2 separate regions of the Zea mays genome follow, and region 2 is linked to region 1. Evidence: chromatin contacts called from public Hi-C data. All regions are on one chromosome and are shown on one strand. The core of a region is the stretch at or near the end of the contact, and the rest is flanking DNA. Distances in the headings are between cores, read along the strand shown.

Region 1 (3,278 bases), core at 445-2,944:
CACCGATCTAGCGACCATAATAGGGAGATACTCAGAATATAGAAACACTACGTAACAACTTCCCTGCACTATTTAGATGTACATAAACTGAAAAAAGATTTTGAATGTGCTAAGCAGATGCTAATTTAAGACAGACTGAACATTTCAACCGAATTAACTAACGGGAAAAGCACAACTGCTGCAGATGTGCATTATATCTTACAGAGAAAGATTCTGAAATTTGATGTAGCAAAAGTATACGCCTGGTGGCAGAGCAATCTAACACAGGTTACATAATAGCACTTCCCATGGGGAAGAGCCTTGAGAGTTATCATCAAAGCACTTGGACCAGCGCCAGCCTCTAGTCTAGATTAGCTGAAACTCAAGCCCAAGAACATCAAATCGCACATCCCGTCTAGAAAATCAGGCAATATCACACTGCAACTGTACATAAATAGCCTATAACAAACTAAAAACGGAAGGATGTTCTTTTGGCTTCCCTAACTGTCATAGGATTATATAATCAAATTATAAATCGATTCCATCTGACAGATGATAGATCCAAATAATAATATATTATCAAAATGCAGAACTTACAAAGCATACTAGCATGAACCAAGTTACCACTCATATAAGAACAGAAAGAGACTACAAGTAATAGAAATGGAATCCTGTGCCAATTGAAGAGGACACATGTATCAGTCAATATAGGAGGAAGTTGTGAGTGCTAGAAAACAGGGAAAATAATGATTCTATGGAAAAGCATGCACCTTTCTCAAATTATCAGGCATCAAGTGCTTTTTATTTGATATTGGTAGAGTGCCTGTGAGCTGCTCGCCCCAAGCACAAACAACATATGATACTTTTACTATGAAACTGTTTTATGAATCATGGGGTTCAACTGTGAGGCTCACTACATTGTAAATCTATTAACGTTTGCATTGGAAATAGTGCCACATCAACTATCGGGGCCTAAAATTTCGCTGTTCGACATTGATGTCCTTGCCTAATTCGATAGAATATCTAACTTCTCACTGCACCAAGTACAAAAGTCCTAAATTTCAAATATAATTCGTGTACGAATCTCCTAGAATTTCACGGAATCGATGTCTAGAGCAGATATTAAACTGTGAAAAGGGAAATAATGCACTAAGAAAATACCAGCGGGCTCAAATAACGGGGTGTTTGAATGCACTAATAGTTAGTTGGCTAAAAATTGTTAGTGGAATTAGCTAGCTAACAAATAGCTACCTAACTATTAACTAATTTACCAAAAATTGCTAATAGCTGAACTATTAGCTAGGTTGTTTGGATATCTCAACTAATTTTAGCCACTAACTATTTGCTCGTGCATTCAAACACCCTTAAGAGGAGTGAAGGAAAGAACACATGCCTTTTTAGATCTGATACTCCCAGATCCAATTGATTTAGGTTGTCTTCTCCCCAAACCCTTCTTCTCTGTAACTAAAAATCCCCGCGAAATCAAGAATGCATGCCATAGTTAGGGTTTGTCAAAAAGGTTTGGAGAGGGGAAGAGGGACAGGGATAGATGGGAATGGTCGGTCCTCACCCACGGCAGAAGCAGTTGTAGTCGCCGGCGGCGTGTGGAGCGTAGGAGGTGATTGACGAGCCAAGCGGAGAGCAAAAGATGGCGAGCAGAGAAGGGGAACCGGGGGAGCGAGTCAGCGAGTGTAGTCAGTTGACGCTGGGGCTGGGAGTTGGGGGGAAGGCAACGGTCGGCTCGGTGAATGTTTGTCTTCATGACGGAGACGGACACATCAAGGCTTTTTAAACTCCGTGGCAGACCAGCCCAACGGTGAATCCGTCCAGGTCCAGTTCAGCAGTCCGGGCCCACTTATCATATCCGTGGAAAGCCGTCCAGTACCGCTTGGCCCACTTTCCAGGCCCGTGGAAAGCGTTTGGTGTACATACCAAGGCCCTATTTGTTTCGGCTTCTAGCAGCTTCTGGCCACCAAAAGCTGCTGCGGACTGCCAAACGCTTAGCTTTTCAGCCAGCTTCTATAAAATTCGTTGGGACAAAAACCATCCAAAATCAATATAAACACATAATCGGTTAAGTCGTTGTAATAGTAGGAATCCATCACTTTCTAGATCCTGAGTACTATGAACAACTTTATCTTACTCCACACGTAATCGTAATGATAATCAGATTCTTCCCACAGCCAGATTCTCCTTACAACCAGATTTTCAGAAAAGCTGGTCAAAAAAAGCTGAACCAAACAGACCCCAAGAAGCATCTCTGCATCTCTCTTACGTTGATTAAATGTTTTAAATTTAACTAGATTTATAAAAATAATACCAATATTTATACATTTAAATACATATTTTATAAAGATATTTTCAGCGGCTAATTTAATAATATTAATTTTATATCATAAATATTAAAATTGCAAATATTTGACTTCTCAAAGAATGAGAGTGATACTCTTTGGGAGCAAAGGAAGTAGCTCAAAATATATTATTTTATATTCTAATAGAAAAGGGGAAAAACTCTTCATCGAGACATATCACGTGATGTTATAATAATATTATAAACTATGGGCTGAAGTTAATACGACAAGTTGTTTAAAAGTAGTAACTAAATCATTTTATTTTGTGCCAGCTTATTAATGGTCACGTTCACTTTTCTATTAGGGCTAATTCCGGGATTGAGGAGAAAATTGGTTCATTTTCCCTTAATCCCCTCCAATTTTGAAGAAAAATGAGAGTGAAATTAGTATATTTTTTCTTCAACCCCCTCCAATTTCGGAGGAAGTTTGAGTATCCAAATTAGCCTTTGTTGTTATTATCGATCATCAATCCACTAAACTGAGAATAAAACGAATAGAGATCGGTGATTATTTAAGCATGATAAGAAGTTTCTTTGTACTAGTCTATATTCATGATTGTAACCTGATATTCACCCTTTCGTTTTGAATACAACATGTTCTCATCGACAAGAAATTTATAAAGGAAAATTTTACCTCTATTTGTTTTTTCTTCCATCCTTCCCTAACTAATTGTTTAATTGTTTGTCACCCGTTAAATTTCCTCGAAGAACCAAAAACAGGACAACACAATTAAATTACCATGATTTCTTTCTGCCTTGGTTTACTTGTAATGAGAAGAAGGTTAGAGTGAATAAGGATGTATGAATATATGAAAATATATGAATCATGCAACATAAGCTTAATCCTTTTACTTTGTTCCTTTTGATTACACATGATTACAAGGCTACCTTCAGGATATTCTAAGGTGGTTTGGAGATGTTTACACATTACAATTAGCGATCTGAGAGT
Region 2 (3,278 bases), core at 390-2,889, 220 kb after region 1:
CCTCGCCGGTGAACCGGTTGTTGTTCAGGTACAGCTGCCCGACGCCCGCCAGCAGCGGCGAGAGCTGGCCCCAGAACCTGTTGTAGCTCAGGTCCACCACCGGGATCGTCACGTCGCTCGACGGCTGCACCGGCCCAGAGAAGAAGTTGCGCTGCAACTGCAGTACGGACAGCGGCAGCGAGAGCACCGACGCCGGGATCGGGCCCTCCAGCTGGTTCATGCTGAGGTCGAGGAAGTTGAGCCCGTGCAGCCCGGGCAGCACCTGGTCGACCGTACCGGTGAGCTTGTTCGCGGACAGCGACAGGTACTGCAGCCCGGCCGGCAGGGTGGGCACGCCGCCGGAGAGCGCGTTGTGCTTGAGATCCAGCCGCAGGAGCGGGGACGAGTCCGGGAACGATGGGACGCCGCCGGTAAGCTGGTTGTGGCAGAGGATGAGGTTGGTGATCGACGGCAGCGCGGCGATGGACGGCGGGATGGTGCCGGAGATCTGGTTGAAGCTGGCGTCGAGCGTCCGCAGGTTGGACAGCGCGCTGAAGCCGTCCGGTATCTGGCCGGAGAGGAGGTTCTTGCTGACGGCCAGGAAGCGGAGGTTCGAGCACGACGCCAGCGACGCCGGGAGCTCCCCCTCGACGCGCCCGGGCACGAGCGAGAGCTCGGTGAGCGCGGACAGCCGGCCCAGCGCTGGGTCCAGCCTCCCCGTCAGCCCCGGAGACCCCGCCCGCGGGTCGCCAAGCGCGAGCGCCACCACCCGGTCCCCGTCGCAGAACACACCGGGGAACCCGCACGGGTCGGCGGTGAAGTCCCACCCGTCGAAGAACGCGGACCCGGGCATGTCGTCCAGCGACCGCCGCACCGCCTGCAGCGCGAGGAAGTCGACCGGGTCGAGGATCCCCGCCACCGGCCGCGGCGCCACCGCCACGGCCGCTAAGATGACGCACGCCACGACGGCGCCGAGCCGCGCGGCCACTGCCATTGCCGCTCCTCTGCTTTCGCGCGCGCGACGGCTCGGCACTCTGTCACCTCTGCAGCTGGAAAAGGAAGGAACGGATCAAAGGCACCGACCAGCTGTGTCGCGGCGCCAAGACAAGCGCGAGCGGCGGCGTGGGAACCTTTAAGCTTGTCGTGCGCTCTCTTTAAAGGCGCACGGCGTGGGGTGGCGCGGCGAGAGGGTGCTGGGCGTTGGCGAGCTGCCTGCCTTTGTACGTGGCTGCCCCCGTGAGGGGAGAGATCGATGGCCTTGACGACAGGAGTCAGCTGAGGTCTCGTACGCCCCTCTCGCCTAGCTCTCTCGTGGAGGCGGAGGCGGAGGCGGAGGCGGCGCGTGAGCGCCTTTAATGGAGGTGGTGGTGGGTGGTGGCTTCCTCCCTCGCGCCGCGCTGCTCTCCGCACTCCAGTACCCGCAACCGCAACACTTCGCCGAGAAGCCAAGAGAGAAACAGTTATGAATGCGTAGCTGGGCTCCCGCGGCCGGGCGGCGCGATGGCGGCAATGATGGTGGCCTGGTGACTTGAGGACGGGTCGGACGGAGGGGGAGAAGACGTGGTGGTGGGCGCAATCAATTCCGCTTCGCGTTGAGGTCGCCTACGCTTTGGTTGCTCTGCTCGCTCTCACTCTCTGGTCTCTACTCCGCCGCGAGCTCGACCACTACGGCATCACTATCACGCTACTCCCCTCCTCCAGTCCTTCCATTGGCTTCGTTCTGTTTTTCTGATGGGCTTCCGAATTCTTTAGTGGCTTCGGGCTCGGATTCATGCTGCGTGGCAGGCTCGGAGGCGCAAACGGCTTTCCGAGCCTGAGGCTCGGGTGGGGCCGAGGCACCTGGGTCTGACTATGACAGGTGGGGTTGGCAGTTGACGGCCACCAAACCGACCAGCTCAGGGGAGGTCAGGGCGAGCCTTTCTGGCACAAGAAACCAAGAAGCGGTAGGCGATGCTTGCGTATTTCGATCCGGCCGTGGTCACGATGCGCGTGGGCCTGGACTCCGCCGGACCCACCATCCATTGCCGGGCGCCGATGGGCTCGTGGATCTACCCCTGTGGCGGTGGGGTTTTGCGACGGGAACGGAGCACAACGCGGGCGTAACGGGCCGGTCATCGAGCCCGGCCCCATTGCACCTCTGGCGCCTCTGCCGTTCTGTTCGCCAAGCTGGCGTCCGGGCCTCCGGGGCTAGAAGACATCTCGGCATGGGCTATCTATGGCCTACGGAGATTTTGTCGTGTGAGCCCACCTCCAACAACCCCCACCCTAAATGCAATGTACTTTAGACTTTATTTAATACTCTTGGATCTATTCTATACATACACCTATATAATCTACCACTTTTAACTTTCCAAAATCCATCCAAACAAATCACCCCACACCAATACCTCCCAAATCCACCAAACGAATTGCACACATATATAACGCACTCTCAAAACTAACGATTCAAATCGTTGGATAACCCTACTCTCACTTAATCAAATCCTCAAATCCAATGGCTAATATTATTTGGATATATTTGCTTCCTCATTCTTCACACACAAGAACCTCCCGCCTCTCCCCCTTACTCGCGCCGCAGTCGTCGTCGGCCTCTAGACTAGTTCACCTTAACCTACATGTATTGATGTCGATTGGGTGGGTGTAAATTAGTTCAAGTTTCACTCCAATCCACCTGAATATATGTGGGTTAATGTGAATACGAGGGTATCCAAACATGGACTTAAGGGGAGTTGTTGCTCCAACGGTTCTCCCCATTACACACCCCATGTGGGGGAAAGAGGAAACCCCCTACATAGGGGGGCTCTAATCTCCCTCTATACATTAACTACATCATTTCTTTGCAATGTTAATCCTTTTAAAGCTATATACCGTGATAACAATGTGTATTATGGTAGTACAAATACTCTTTGAATTTTTAAACTTCAAAAAATGATAAAAATATGAAATAACTTAGTTATAGTGTATATGGGGAGCTGGATAGAGAGAATTGTTGGGGACGTCCAAAATGTACATGGAGTATTTTTTAAGTGTAGTAAAATATAATAGAAAGTACATATAAGAGGAGAAATATGGTAAGAATGGTTGGAGATGGTCTGATACTCTAAAGGGAATCGATGAAGCGCCGGAATATATATACGATAGGATTCGGACACGCTTAGGTACAATATGGTTAGGCCACACTCAAAGGTTGAGGCCATGGTCCAATGTAAGGCCTGTTTGGTAACGAGGTTTATTTACAGTTTCAACATGATACTAGGATATTTGAGAATGCTATAGTATTCTGGACTAAAATGTGTTTG

The links. Hi-C and Micro-C count contacts between places; a contact is called where the count stands out from the background.
Region 2: a contact with region 1 is called in a Hi-C map of root tip, with 4 times the contacts expected there. The contact joins the promoter of LOC100383537 here to the promoter of LOC100276328 in region 1. A contact is called at or near these places in 4 of 25 Hi-C or Micro-C datasets (leaf, root tip and tassel).

The regions. Positions count from the first base shown.
Region 1 is chr6:156,466,772-156,470,049 of Zm-B73-REFERENCE-NAM-5.0, forward strand. It overlaps LOC100276328, which reads right to left and starts at 1,695. Exons shown (of 7, transcript NM_001165447.1): 1 at 1,550-1,695; 2 at 1,373-1,443.
Region 2 is chr6:156,684,565-156,687,842 of Zm-B73-REFERENCE-NAM-5.0, forward strand. LOC100383537 (Leucine-rich repeat (LRR) family protein) reads right to left here and starts at 1,640. Exons shown (of 1, transcript NM_001176185.1): 1 at 1-1,640. The coding sequence starts at 973.